5 separate regions of the Sus scrofa genome follow, and all the other regions are linked to region 1. A link is a contact called in public Hi-C, HiChIP or PLAC-seq and promoter capture Hi-C data. All regions are on one chromosome and are shown on one strand. Each heading gives the region's core, a stretch centred on a gene start, on an enhancer-like site or on the middle of the called end of the contact. The rest is flanking DNA. Distances are from core to core; before and after follow the strand shown. Region 1 holds the start of PRRC1 (protein PRRC1). Region 2 holds the start of PHAX (phosphorylated adapter RNA export protein). Region 3 holds the start of LMNB1 (lamin-B1). Region 4 overlaps LMNB1 (lamin-B1). Region 5 holds the start of LOC100516424.

Evidence for each region. Promoter capture Hi-C pulls out the DNA fragments that hold promoters and counts their contacts. A called contact is a pair of places that touch in the nucleus more often than the background predicts. HiChIP or PLAC-seq counts read pairs in DNA pulled down with a chosen protein or histone mark.
Region 2: an H3K27ac HiChIP or PLAC-seq map of skeletal muscle shows a contact between it and region 1, with 3 times the contacts expected there. The contact joins the promoter of PHAX here to the promoter of PRRC1 in region 1. A contact is called at or near these places in 3 of 5 promoter capture datasets (fetal liver, fetal skeletal muscle and liver) and 2 of 2 datasets of contacts at active chromatin or transcription factors (alveolar macrophages and skeletal muscle).
Region 3: a contact with region 1 is called in a promoter capture Hi-C map of fetal liver, with 5 times the contacts expected there. The contact joins the promoter of LMNB1 here to the promoter of PRRC1 in region 1. A contact is called at or near these places in 2 of 5 promoter capture datasets (fetal liver and liver) and 1 of 47 Hi-C or Micro-C datasets (liver).
Region 4: a Hi-C map of embryonic fibroblasts shows a contact between it and region 1, with 4 times the contacts expected there. The contact joins the enhancer-like site here to the promoter of PRRC1 in region 1. A contact is called at or near these places in 3 of 5 promoter capture datasets (fetal liver, fetal skeletal muscle and liver), 2 of 47 Hi-C or Micro-C datasets (embryonic fibroblasts and subcutaneous adipose tissue) and 2 of 2 datasets of contacts at active chromatin or transcription factors (alveolar macrophages and skeletal muscle).
Region 5: a Hi-C map of skeletal muscle shows a contact between it and region 1, with 5 times the contacts expected there. The contact joins the promoter of LOC100516424 here to the promoter of PRRC1 in region 1. A contact is called at or near these places in 2 of 47 Hi-C or Micro-C datasets (skeletal muscle and subcutaneous adipose tissue).

What each region holds. Positions count from the first base shown.
Region 1 is chr2:130,442,314-130,444,819 of Sscrofa11.1, reverse strand. PRRC1 (protein PRRC1) reads right to left here and starts at 1,253. Exons shown (of 9, transcript XM_021084706.1): 1 at 1,065-1,253.
Region 2 is chr2:129,712,390-129,714,895 of Sscrofa11.1, reverse strand. PHAX (phosphorylated adapter RNA export protein) reads right to left here and starts at 1,253. Exons shown (of 5, transcript XM_005661605.3): 1 at 964-1,253. The coding sequence starts at 1,059.
Region 3 is chr2:129,805,974-129,808,479 of Sscrofa11.1, reverse strand. LMNB1 (lamin-B1) reads right to left here and starts at 1,252. Exons shown (of 11, transcript XM_003123882.5): 1 at 429-1,252. The coding sequence starts at 787.
Region 4 is chr2:129,859,562-129,862,067 of Sscrofa11.1, reverse strand. LMNB1 (lamin-B1) reads right to left here. Exons shown (of 11, transcript XM_003123882.5): 11 at 1-658. The coding sequence ends at 617. Among named protein-coding and RNA genes, the nearest start is that of LMNB1, 54 kb to the right of the region's middle. Within about 2 kb of position 1,252, at least 4 of the 83 cell types and tissues checked have an H3K27ac peak or open chromatin away from gene starts, as enhancers often do. A contact at or near this core is called in alveolar macrophages and embryonic fibroblasts, where this site is marked.
Region 5 is chr2:131,015,288-131,017,793 of Sscrofa11.1, reverse strand. LOC100516424 reads left to right here and starts at 1,253. Exons shown (of 6, transcript XM_021084715.1): 1 at 1,253-2,398. The coding sequence starts at 1,255. The coding sequence ends at 2,088. SLC12A2 (solute carrier family 12 member 2) reads right to left here and starts at 1,364. Exons shown (of 27, transcript XM_003123899.5): 1 at 452-1,364. The coding sequence starts at 1,177.

The DNA.
Region 1 (2,506 bases), core at 4-2,503:
GGATCAACATCAAAGAAAAAGTGATGGAAATGGCTTGGAAAATTGAGTCCTTAGTCTCTGGAAGGACCCTGCTTACAATTTGCTTGTGCCGTGGTTTTTCTGTTAAAAAGTAGATGGCTACTTAGAAGAATACAAGAAACAGAATAATGAAGCTCTGATAAACGTAAAAGCTATTACCAGCCATTATTACTGTTAATGTGCTACTGGTTCAAAAGACAGGCTCTACTACCATACATTGAGCACTGAAGGAGGGTCTGAGTTTTGTCTCCGCATTCTCGCATTCTCAGTTCTGATCCCAAAATAACTTCCACGCAAATGTTCACTGACTACACAGCGGCTGTACAGAAAAAAGACTGGCATGCCAAAATGCATTACGTTGGCAGAAACCTACATGTTGCCTCTCAAAATAACTACTTCGAATGAAAAAAACTCCCCTGGATTGGACAAATTCTGCCAATCGAGGACACGGGCTATCCCGCAAATTTTCCTGAAGCAGGTCCCAAGAACCAACAAAGAGAGAGCGCAAAAGTCCTCTGGAGCAGCGCTGGGCACCGATGGGGGAACCTATGGGAAAAGAAGCTACTTTCCTTTGCCAGTCCGATTTGTTGACCTAGGAGTCTCCCAGGCGGGAGCGGCCTTCCCCCAGGCTCTGCCACGTCTCCAGGCCGGGCTGGGCTAGCCTGGGCTAAGGTCAGTGGGCTACAGCCTCTGTTCTTGCCCTCCAGCCAGCGCGTAGAAAGCGGGAGCCAAATAGCCGCGGGCGCCGGCGTCGGTCTCAGCGCAACAGCAAAGTGCCGGATAAGACCCCCGAGCCGCACCCACGGCGCAAACCGCGGATGGGACCTCTTATCTCGCGAAGCACACCGGTGCCCGGGCCGCACCCTGCATGCTCCCACAGCCCGCTCTCGGACTGCACCACGAAGGGACTCCCGAAATACCCTGGCGCCCCTGGGCACAGGCCGGCCAGCCCACCTCAGCGACTGCGCCCCTAGGCGCCGGCTTGGGCGCCCGCGACCTATCCCATCACCCACTTGCTCCCGCGCTGCTGGCAGCCTGGCTCTCACCTGCGGGACCGAGAAAGTGACTGCCTGGCAGTGTGAAGCGGAAGCTAGGGAGGCTGGGGTGTGAGACTACGGCTGCGAGAAGACGAGGTGGATGCCGCCGAGAGCTCGCCCCGCGCACCCGCGCCGCCAAGATGGCCACCGGAGGCGCAAGCCCCTGCGGCTGCCACGTCGGCGCCGCCGCCCCGCCCCGCGCCTGGCCCCGCCCCCGCGCCTCGCATGGCCCCGCCCCCGCGCTTCGTCCCGCCCCCGCCCCGCCCCGCCCCTCTCGCTCGCTTGGAGCCCCGCCCCGAGAGCGCTAGTTAAACCTGCTCGAGTACCTTAGATCCAAAGTTACTCCTTCTCGCCCGGCTTGGGCGCTCCCTCGCTCGAGAAGGCTTCTCGAGCAGTTCTGCCCACCTTTCCACTCTGCAACCTCTGCTGCGAGAAGGAAACACTTGTTACCGAGTGTAGCTGGCTTACCTTGTGCCGTGGCCCCCTCGCGGGGGTGGCGATAAGTTAGCCGGGATGATCCAGTCCAATTCCCACCTCCAGGCAAGACCTCTTTCTAGAAGCGGGAGGCTTATCCTACGTTATTTTAAAAAGATTTACAGGAGCGAGAGCAGGGTGGGGAAAAGGATACTGATTCCCGCCCCCGCCCCCCCCCCGCCAAGTTCTTGTATTACACTTTCTTTAAAAAAAAAAAAAAAGATGGAAAACCAAAACCAAAGATGATCAACTTCCTTAACGTTCTGTGCCGCACTTAAAATAGCTCCTGAAAGTCAGTGCTCAATAATATATACTAAATAAATCAATGAATATGGAGAAAAATATGGAATTTGCAATCAGAAGTCCCGGTTTGGCTCTAGGAATGCCCTCATGCCACTTGTGCGATTACGTGACCTTCTACAGGTTACTTTCCCCCCCTAATTCTCCTTATTTCCACCTGTAAGATGGGAATAATACCATTTGCCCTATCTAATCAAGCAGATAGCGGAGTCAAATAAGTTAAGACATATGCAAGTGCTTTTCAAAGGAGTGTGAAACACAGAAAAAATTGTTTTTGTTGTTTCCAAATTCCTTCAGGAACTCATTAGTAGATTTAACATTAACAGATATCTTGACTTGACAGCTTAAAGCATTTAAAAATACCTCATTGAAGAGTTAACACTATTTAACTCTGCCCTAACTTCAAAGTGATTTGCAGGGGCAGTGGGTTGTTGCCTTTGGTAATGACTCTTATTCTATCCACTGAGAATGTGTGTAGGTGGTTGTCTAGATAACTCTACAGAAAGTGCTGTTTGGGATGGTGCTGAAAACAGTTACCATCTCTATCCTCTTGGGTTGACACCCTTGACAGCTGTAAGATCTCCTGGTTTCTTCATTCATTCTACACATATTTATTAGTGGCTGTGATGGGCTGAACATCAGTATGGGAAATTTAGCAATGAACAAGACAGACAAGA
Region 2 (2,506 bases), core at 4-2,503, 730 kb after region 1:
ACTAAAAGATTGAAAAATAAAAATATCTTGGTACCGATTTTCCTAAGACATTTCTATGCAAAAGCAATCACCTTTACGTTAAACAATTTGTTGAGTTCCTATTATATGCTAGAAGTGGGAGTGGGGAGATTCAGGTCAAGAAAATAAGTCTTTTAATCTTGAAATAATAATGACACTAACCCCGGTCGGCCATTACTCAGGCTCCTCTGAAACCTTACAGCCTATCAGTGCCATACTATTATCATTCCTATTCTAAAGATGGGGCCACCGGCTAAAATACCCATCACCCGGTGGCGGCGCTAGAATTTGAAAGCGGGCAACCAGGCATTTAGAACCACAAGAGCTTGCTACTTAGTAGGGCGGTAAAGACAAACACCTACGTAGAAAACTAGGAAGCTAACACAAAACCTAGTGCCACATTATGGCAAAACGGAGCTTCCATAGTCTTCCATGGGAATATGAAAGACCAGGCCCCTGAGCAGGTGATGAACTTCACCCCAGGTCTTCACTCCCTATCTGCTCAGGGCGAAAAGGAGCGCCAAAAGCTGTTTGCGGACCGATGTCCTCCAGTTCTATACCTTGGGCAAAATCTGCCCGTCTGGGAGAACCTAGTGGCGCCGATGTGGGGAAGCCTGTAGGTTTAGAAAACGCGGAGCGGATCACGCGAGGCGGGGAAGAGATGGTCGTACGCCCGCCTCTCAAGAGGCCGCACACCTCGTGGGCCCCGCCTTGCAAAGAGATGCCGGCGGGGCTCAGAAGGCCCGCTGCCGCCGCCACCCCCGCCGCCGCCCCCCGGGTTCTGCGCGCCGCCGACTCCTCAGCTCCGCGCGCCGGGCCGGAGGACGCCCGCCGGGCCCTCACCCTCCCCGCCAGGCCGGCTCGCGCCGAGGGCCGCCTGCGGCTCCTCGCAGCCAGGGCTCCGCCCTCCCAGCCCAGAGTCACCCGGCCGTCCTCCGCACTCACCGGCACCGGCAGCGGCCTCTCGCTGGGTGCCACCGTCATGTCGGAATCCGAGTCGGAAAGCTGCCCATCTTCCATGTCGCCGGCCTCCTGCGCCATCTTCCCGCGGCGCCGCGCAGCGGGCCGGAGAGCACTTCCGGCGGGGCGGCGGGCGGGTCCGGCGGGCGGCGGCTGCTCGGGCGCCCCCGCGAGGGGGCTGTGGCAGCCCCGGCGGCCGGTGGGGGCTTGGCCCAGACGCCTGGGTCGGGATTCGCAGATGTCGCCTCGTCATTGCACAGCGTTCCCTGGCGCTACTCTGGGAAAATGGAGTGCCCTGCAGCGCCAGCATTCTGGCGCCTTTTCTTCTGACCTGTTTCCTTGTAACCTAAACCTGCGGGCGGATGGCAGCCTTGGGGGATTCCTTCCTCGGCCTCACAACGCTCACCTGGATGCTCTGTGCATGCCTTCCTGCTTCTACTTTTGCTCCTCTGAGATCCACTCTGCGTGGAGCTTCCTGGAGAGCCTTCCAAACGGGAGGTGAGGTCGCCGCCCTGCTCAGACTTTCCAGGGCTTTCCCCCACACGCTGAGTTCACTGCACAGCCAGCAGGGCTGCAGGTGTGTCCCTCAGTCTGGTGTCCCTCCCCAGCGGCTCTTTAGCCACACTGTCGCTGCTCACGCTCTTGTTCCTCAGGCAGCCTTTGTCCTTTCGCCGCCCCAAGGCCTTTGCTGTTGCTGTTCCCTCTGCCTGGCAGAGGCTCAAACATCCCGACACCCTATTCTTACCTAGGTTATGCTCTCAGATGATTCAGAATTCTGATAAAATAACACCGGTTTTTCTTTTCTTTTTTTCTTTTTTAAATGAGAGTGCAACATTTCAGGTTCTCTCTTGGTTTTTTTGTTCGTTTTTCTTTTTTGCCACCCAGGCAGTTGTGGGAATTCCAGGGCCAGGGATAGAACCTACAACCACACAGCTGCAATCAGAGCCACAGTGGTGAGAACACAAGTGCCTCAACCCGCTAGACAATCGGAGAACTCCCTGCCACCTTTGTTCTTTGTAATTTTATTGTAGTTGACTTACAATGTTGTATTAGTTTCAGGTGCACAACAAATAAATGCCACCTTTTAATAAAAGGTGTTCTTTGACCACCCTCGCTAAAATAGAGTCCTCTACTGTCATTCTCAGCCTCTTTTTTTTTTTTCCTTCATGGCATCAATTGCCATGTGTATTTTTCTTTCTCGTCTGAGTTCCACTAAAATGTCTGCTTTATTCACTATTTTTCCCACCTATGTCCAGTCAGGTGACTTCCTGTATATAAAGATGGTCAAGAAATATTCATTGAATTTTTTTTTTTTTTTTTTGCATGAAGAGGATCTTATTTGTACCCTTTACTATTCTTTATTTTTTTTATTTTTATGGTCAGGCCTGCAGCATATGGAAGCCCCTCCCCAACCCCGCAACCCCCCCCTCAAAAAAAAATATATATATATAGCAGCTTATTCTGGACTTATTCTATATCAAAATATAAAGATCTACCCCCTCCCCCCCTTTTGCCTGTGCTGGAGGCA
Region 3 (2,506 bases), core at 3-2,502, 640 kb after region 1:
CCCCGCAAACCCACCAGACGCTTTGTCTCGGTCCGGCCGGAAACCGTGGCGCGCATTTAAGCGCGTGCCCAGAAGCCACCTCCCCGCACCTGGCGCTTGCCCGGCCTCGGCGCGCAAAAGCCTTCTGGATCCCGGAGTCCGAGGCCCGAAGCCGGGCGTTACTCCTCCGCGGTCAGAGGCGCGCACTTCGCCGGGTCCCACAGGGAACCCAAGATCGGGAAATGTACATCCCGGTTTTACCACCGCTACAACTTGAGGCCCCTGCGGGACCCCTGCGCCTGCTGAAAAACACTAGATTCTTCCTCCTTCTTGGAGATGGAAACCCTGCCCTTTCCGAAGGGCGTAGGCACCCAGGCCTTCACCCTCCCGCCCGAGCTGCGCCCCCCACCCCTCGTGTGAGTTACCGCGGCCGCCAGGCGAGCACTCACTTGAGGAGCAGCTGGTCGTGCTCGGCTTTGAACTTGCCCAGCTCGATCTGCAGCTTGGCGCGTTCGCGGGCCGTGTCGTCGAGCGCGCGTCGTGCGTCGGCCAGCTCTGTCTCGTAGAGAGCCTTGAGGCCGGTGAGCTCGCGGCCACGCACCTCCTCGCGTTCGGTCACCTGCAGCTGCAGCGCGCTGTTCTCTGTCTCCAGGCTGCGCACCTTGTCGATGTACACGGCCAGCCGGTCGTTGAGCTCGCGCAGCTCCTCCTTCTCCTGCAGCCGCGACAGCCGCGTGGGGCTCAGCGGCGTGGTGGGGCCGCCCGCGCGGCTGCCCGTGCGCGACTGCACGGGGGTCGCTGTCGCCATGGCGATCGGCGGGGAGAGCGGGGCGCGGAGGCCGTGGGCAGCACGGGAATAAGAGGGGCGGCAGGGGCCGAAGCGGGAGAGAAGGCGCGAACCGGCGACCCACGCTCGCGGAGAGACCGGCGTGAGGAGGAAGGACGAAGCACCTGGGATGGCGGGAGAGGGGTTACAGCACAAAGGGCAAAGGGGGAGGACTACAAAATCAATCAGTCGTAAAATATCCTGTGTAAGAAAACATGCACACACTCACACACGCGCGCACACACACGCTCGGGAAATACGGGGCAAGGGTGGCCGGGATGGCCGAGCAGAATCCGCGCGCCGCCGCCGCCGCTGAGTCTCCCGCCCGCAGCACTTTGTTTCCTCTCAAACGGCGCTGAGCCGCGGGCGGGGGGAGGAGGGCGGAGGGGCGGGCGGGGGCGGAGGTGGCGCGGACCGCGGCGCCGCGCTTCCCAAGATGGCCGGCGCGCTCTGATACCTCACGTGACCGTCACTGGCCAATGGGGAGCCAGCAGCAGGGGGCGGGCCTGTAAATTCAAAATCATGCCTTCTGGCAACTGTCGGGTCTGTGAGCGCCTGGCTGGGCGTGGCGGGGGAAGGACTGAGGGCGGCGGGGAGGGGCGGCGAGGACTGCTCGCGCGGCGGCCCGGGGCCCTGAGCCGGCCTGGTCTTCCCCACCACCCTGCGGGGACCCCCGGCGGGGCCGGGCCAGCGGATGGCGGGAAGGAGCCCAGAGGTTTCCGGGGCGGGTCCGAGCCGCCGCCCACACCCGGCGGTTCAGGGAAATTCAAAAGTAAACGTCTCTAACAGCCACGCGCAAAACTCGTAGAGGCCGGGACGACCGCGGGCATTGTAACCTTATACCCCGCCCCGCGGAGAGGGTTCGGAAAACTGCCTGGAGGCCGGGCCGCCTTGGAGTTACGTAATGGACGCTGGTGTCCGAGGTTCAAAACCAACTGCGTGCGGGGTCCAAGGGAAGCCTTTTTTCTCTCAAGGGGAAAATGGTGTATCAGAACACCTCCTCCCATCAAATTGACGCACGCGTGTCCTGCAGCCAAGCCGACAGATAAGATCCCAGAAACGCCAACTGCTGATGAGCAGTCCCTGATCCATCTATTTCTTAACAATTTAGGGCGCTATAAAATCAAAACCACCTCACAAGTGATACGATTAACATGTTACTAAGCAGATAGTAAACATGCTGTTTATTGTCATGCTGCAGTAAAATCTGATGCATCAAGATCTAAACTTGTGAAAACTTAAGTAGAAATGACTTTTGCTTTAAAAAGGGATCCCTAAAATGTAATTGACAACAATGCCAATAGAATGTCCATGAATCCATTTTAACTTTCAGGCTGACACTGAAATTGTCTATGTGCCTTACCTGAGCTTTTCTTGAATTATCCGTCCACACACTTGCTTTTGATGTGGGAACTGGAGTCTTTGCATTTGAAAATGTATCCTTGGGGAGTTCTTGGGTTCAGTGGATTAAGGATCAAGGAGTTGTCACTGCAGGTGCTTGGGTCGCTGCCGTGGCGCCCGTTCGATCCCTGGCTAGGGAACTTCCACATAGCCGGGGTGGCCAAAAAAAGAAAATGTGTCCATGTAATAGATGAATTTCCTTACAGCAGAGCAGGACACAGGACTGCACTGAAACCCAAGCGGCTTCATTTGACTCCAGAGCCTTGCCCTTAACTATAACCTAGACGAGCACCTCATAAC
Region 4 (2,506 bases), core at 3-2,502, 580 kb after region 1:
AATCTACGAGAAGTAACCATAAAACAAAGTTTTGTGGAATCCTTCATCCAGAGTGCTTACATGATGATTAGATTAATATTGCCTTCTTACAAAATTTCTCTTTTCTATTTTAAAAAAAAATTTTTGTAGCCTTGATTGTTTTTACAAAAAAATTCAGTACAAAAGTTCGATATATTGAAAAATGCTTTTCTCCTCGTCACAGCACCGTTATATATAGCAGAGAATAATCAAGAGCAGATTGCTAATCTAGATGCAGCAATCTCAAATTATACCCAGACACACAGTGGTTTATTTACCCTCCCCTCCCCTTCTCGTAAGAACTTAAAAAAAAGCACACATACAAAAAACATGTCAAAAATTTGAGGGACCTTTTCCAAACAGTACACAGTTAGTTCAGTGTCGACAGTTCACATCTTGCAACAAAGTGTACGGATATGATTTCTTTTACAAAACTTTCAGTGTCAAAAAAGGAAATTAAGGCCATCAGATTCGCAGCTTAAAAATTCACATAAAGGAAATATAAAAATATTCTGTGCTTCTGAGAAGGCTCTGCACTGCATGTAGGTAAGGATTACCCTACTTCTTTATTTGGAGGAAGACAGTCGACTTGAGAAGTTTACATAATCGCACAGCTTCTATTGGAACCTCTGGGGGCTCCCTGATGAGGAAAACAGAGAGAACCATTAGTGCGAAGGAGAAAACGGATCACAGCATTTCAAAATAAGGCAGAGATACGACAAGTTCAGCAGTACTGAGCTTCGCGCGGACCTTTATTACTTCTCACTTACCCTTTTTTAACCTTCTCTCTCGGACGTCTTCCCTAGACGGCATCAACACCGTCCCAGACAGTGATTCTCTACTGTAGCTGCACATTCACACCCGGGGGAGCTTTGAAAAAAATCCTGACCTAGGTCCCTAGATCAATTACACCAGAATTCCTCATTCGACTGGAGAAGAGTATTTCTTTATGTGTGATTTTAAAGCTCCCTAAGTAATTCTAACATGCAGCTGAAGCAGAAAACTGCTATTCAGTAACCTCCGTTTCTAACTAGGAAACAGGAGACGAGTGAACAGCATTCTGAACAACCACATCAGAGGAGACGGCTGCGTGGATGGGCAGCTGGCTGATCCCGAAGCATGTGCCCTGGGTTCATTCTCAGATGTGAAGTCAAAGTGGCTCCCTCTATCCACTTCTTTATCACTCACTGATTCCTTAAAATCTCGCAATATGACTGTGACTCACCACTTGACTAAACTGAAATTGGTTTCTTAAAGGTCAACCAAAAAACCGTCTCATTAGTGTGAAAGGCCAATGGAGTCACTCTCTAACGTGACGTCAAAATAGCTGATCCACCCTCCATCTCCCCTGTTTTGAGCCTTGCTATCATTATCGTACCTGATCACAAAAGCTAAAACCTCACACACCTCTGATTTCTTTTTCCTTCTCTAACCCTCAAGTTCAGCCACTATGCCTTCGTGAATCTCTATCTGTATCGGCCCTCAGTCTCTACAATCTCCCTTCTAGAGGTAGTCGCCCTGATACTGCCCACCTTCTCCTTTGCTCCAAAGTGTGCAAAGCTACTTGCCTAGGCGTTCCAGACTCTCTCACACACACCCTACGACACAACTAGGCGGACAGATATACCCAATGCTCAAGTTGTGACATACTGCCTGGGATGAATTAAAAGATCATCATAAATTCTTTTCCGCTCCTCGCTCCCCTGGAACTGGAGCTGGCCTATGACTTACTCCAAGAGAAGAGAGGCCTTTAAGAGATCTAATGCTCTCCATTTTCATCAATGGAAGCCAGCAAAACAAAGGTTGGGCTAAACTACCAAATGGTGAGAAACCACAAAGAAACAGACATGGAGAACATTCTAGCCCCAACCAAGCTTCCAGCTATGTGCAGCTGCATGACTGAACTCACCCTCCATGGTGGGGAACAAAAGAACTGCCTAGCTAAGCCCAGTCAAACCACAGAATCACAGGGATTATAATTCATTGTTTTAAGCCCCCCGAGTTTTAAGGTGGTCTCTTAATGTACTAACAGATAATCTGAGTATCAACAGAATACCAATATCTGCCTTTTGATACCCAAATAACTGCTGGTCCTTCAAAATACTGGAGGAGCCTATTTCCCAGAGATCTTCTCAACTATTCTAGTGACCTAAAGAGCTTTCTCTAGCATCCGACTGCTACAACTCATGCTCTGAGCCACTAGTCTGGCACCCTGAGATATCTCTTATATTGTTATTTTATATCCAGTCATATAATGCTCCCCATAAGGGCAGGAAATGGATCTTCTGTCTGTTTCTTGTTAAAGCCAAGTGTAAAATATTTGTTCTTAAATATCCCTCCAACATGAATAAAGAAGTATCTGTGCCAAAACCTTACTGCAGCATAACCCACCCTCAAGTAGTTCTCGACTCTGGAGGCTGAACGCATAAAAGAATGTTTATTTGGAGTAGGACTGGGGCTAATTAAGCAAAACCAACAGATTTATAAC
Region 5 (2,506 bases), core at 4-2,503, 570 kb before region 1:
TAAGCCATATAGTACAACCTTTTAAAAAGGACACCGACGGTAGGTGGATGATCTCCACGCTCTCCAGAGAGAAGTCCTCACCTAAACCTCCTGCACATTCCCTTCTGGGGCTTTAAAGCACAACTGTCATTCAGAAGAATGGTAATTGTTTAAGCGTGGGTGAGGAGGGAAAAAAAACCGTACGCAAGATATATAACTGGATGGGAAAGGTTGTTAAATGCAGTCTCTCCGGTATCACGTAACTAGCCCAACCCGCTGCAAACTTTTAAGAGATTAAGTTACATTCTTCTGCAATTCCACCCTTGACAGCTGAATCCAGAGATGCCAGCGAGTCATGCACGTCCATTCCCACCGCTTCACCCGCGGGTGCGCGACTATAACCCACGGTCAGCGAGGGCTAGTGGCTGGGGGAAGCAGGCAGGGCTGCAGAGAGAGGGCCAGGGGAGCTCACCTTTTCCAGCTCATCATGAAGCTCTGCCAGGCTGGGCCGGAGCAGCTTCTCACCCAGCTGCGCCGCTGTGTGCCGGTAGTGGTCGATCCTGGGCACGGCGTCCATAGTGTTGTGGCCGAAGGTGCGCAGGTAGTAGGTGTTGGTGTGGGTGTCATAGTAGTAGTGCTGGTGGTGCCCACTGCCGCCACCGCCGCCCGAGTGCAGGCTGCTCCCCTCGCTCAGCACTGTGTCCCCGCCGTTCTGGAAGCTCACGTTGGGCCCTTCGCCGCCGATCCCCGCCGCATCCGACATGCTCTCATCCGCCGACGAAGAGGCAGCCGGGTCCACGAAGTTCACACGGAAACGGCCCTTGGCTTCCTCGCTGCCTTTGGCTAGACCGCTTTCGCCGTTGGCTTTCCCGTCTGCCGGGGTCTCCTTGCCGCCCGCGCCAGCGCTAGCAGCCGCCGCCGCCCGCCCGGCATTCTCCGAAACCAGATCCACCTGGAAGCGGCTCTGGCTCGGGGTGGGCCCCAAGGGTCTGCCCAGTCCGTCCCCGGCCGCCGCGGCACCCTCCCCGCGCACCCCGCCGCCACCCCGGCTCGCAGCCGCAGCATCCTCAGGCACTGAGGGCACCGCCGTGCCGGGCAGGTCCACCCCGGCGGCAGCCAGCGCGGCGGCTGGAGGCGTCTCCCCACCCGCCGCCAGCCTCGGGGCGCCGGGGGAGGGCGCCTTGGGCCCCGGCTCCATCTCCGCCCGACCCCCGGCGGACCGAGAGAGCCTGGCGGACCTCGCGGACTGCACGCCCTCCGCACCCCTGGCCGGCGATGGTTGCGGCCGCAACGCCAGGTAAGGGAGTCGCTCTCCCAGTCGCGCTCGCGGCCGCTAGCCCGGGCCGGCACGAACGCCTCCGACAGGCGAGTCTGCGCGCGAGTGCAGCAGCCGCGGGGCGGTCCCCGCTGTTTAAAGCCTCGGCGGGGCCGCGGTGGTGGCGGCTCCGGCTGCTGCACGCGGGAGGCGGGGCCCGCGGCTCCTCCGCCTCTCAGCCCGCCCACCCGCGATCCCGCAGTGGCGCGCAGCGGAGACTCTCTCGGTGCCAGGCTCCAGCGCGATCCAACGCAGGAATCGCGTCCGGCCAGTCCACGCCGGGCCTCGGGCAGCACGAGCAGCACAGTCCGGGAGCGGTCGGGCGCCGCCTCGTTGTCGTCTCCGGGAAGATCTCCGCGTCGCTTCCTCCTCTTCCGTCGTCCTCCTCCAACCCCTCCACCTCCCTCCCCCGCCCCGCTCTGCGGCGGAGAGGAACGGGCCCCCCGGCCGCCTCCCTCTCTCCCCGCCCCTGGGACCGCGCGTCAGTGGGCCGGCAGCCCAGGCCACGGCAACTCGGGCTGCGGACGGTGCCCGGCCGGGCCGGCGAAGGGGAGCGCTGCCCCTGCCTCGGCACACGCTTATTGCTGATGTTCCAGCGACAGCTGCCACCGCGGTGGTGGCCCCGGAGAGTATCGCCTGCTCCTTTTTTTGGTTTTTTTTTTTTTTTTTTTTTTTTTTACGTTTCTGAGCTCTCAGTATTGGACCCAGCCGGCGAGATCTCGCGAGATGCTGCAGGACTACCCGGCCGCTTCCCCTGCGGCGCGTGGTACCCGAGGCGATGCCGGTGCCGCTAACCGCCCTGCTCTCCTGCGGGTGATGTCTGGGGCTTTCTTCTTGGGCCCGCAGGTGCTTCCGGAGTTGGGGGCAAGGTGCACCCTCCAGCAAGGCCTGGCCTTGCTAGGAGCTCTGGACCGCCGCGAATCCCCTCACCCACTCCAGGCCTGAGCCTAGAGGGAGGCAGGATTTCCTCTGGGCTGCCTTTGAGGCGTTTACCCGCCTGGCAGCGTTAGATTTGCATAACCAGATACGAATTCCAGTGGAGATGCAGTGGGTGTGTCTGCATTTCCGATTACACCATCATTTTAAAAGCTGTGATGTTCGAAGGTGAGAAAGGAGCCTTTTTAACTTGTAGCATTTCCCCCCCCAAAATAGGAAACAGCATATAAATGAATACACTGAAAGCAATAACTAACCGTGGACTACTAACTAGGA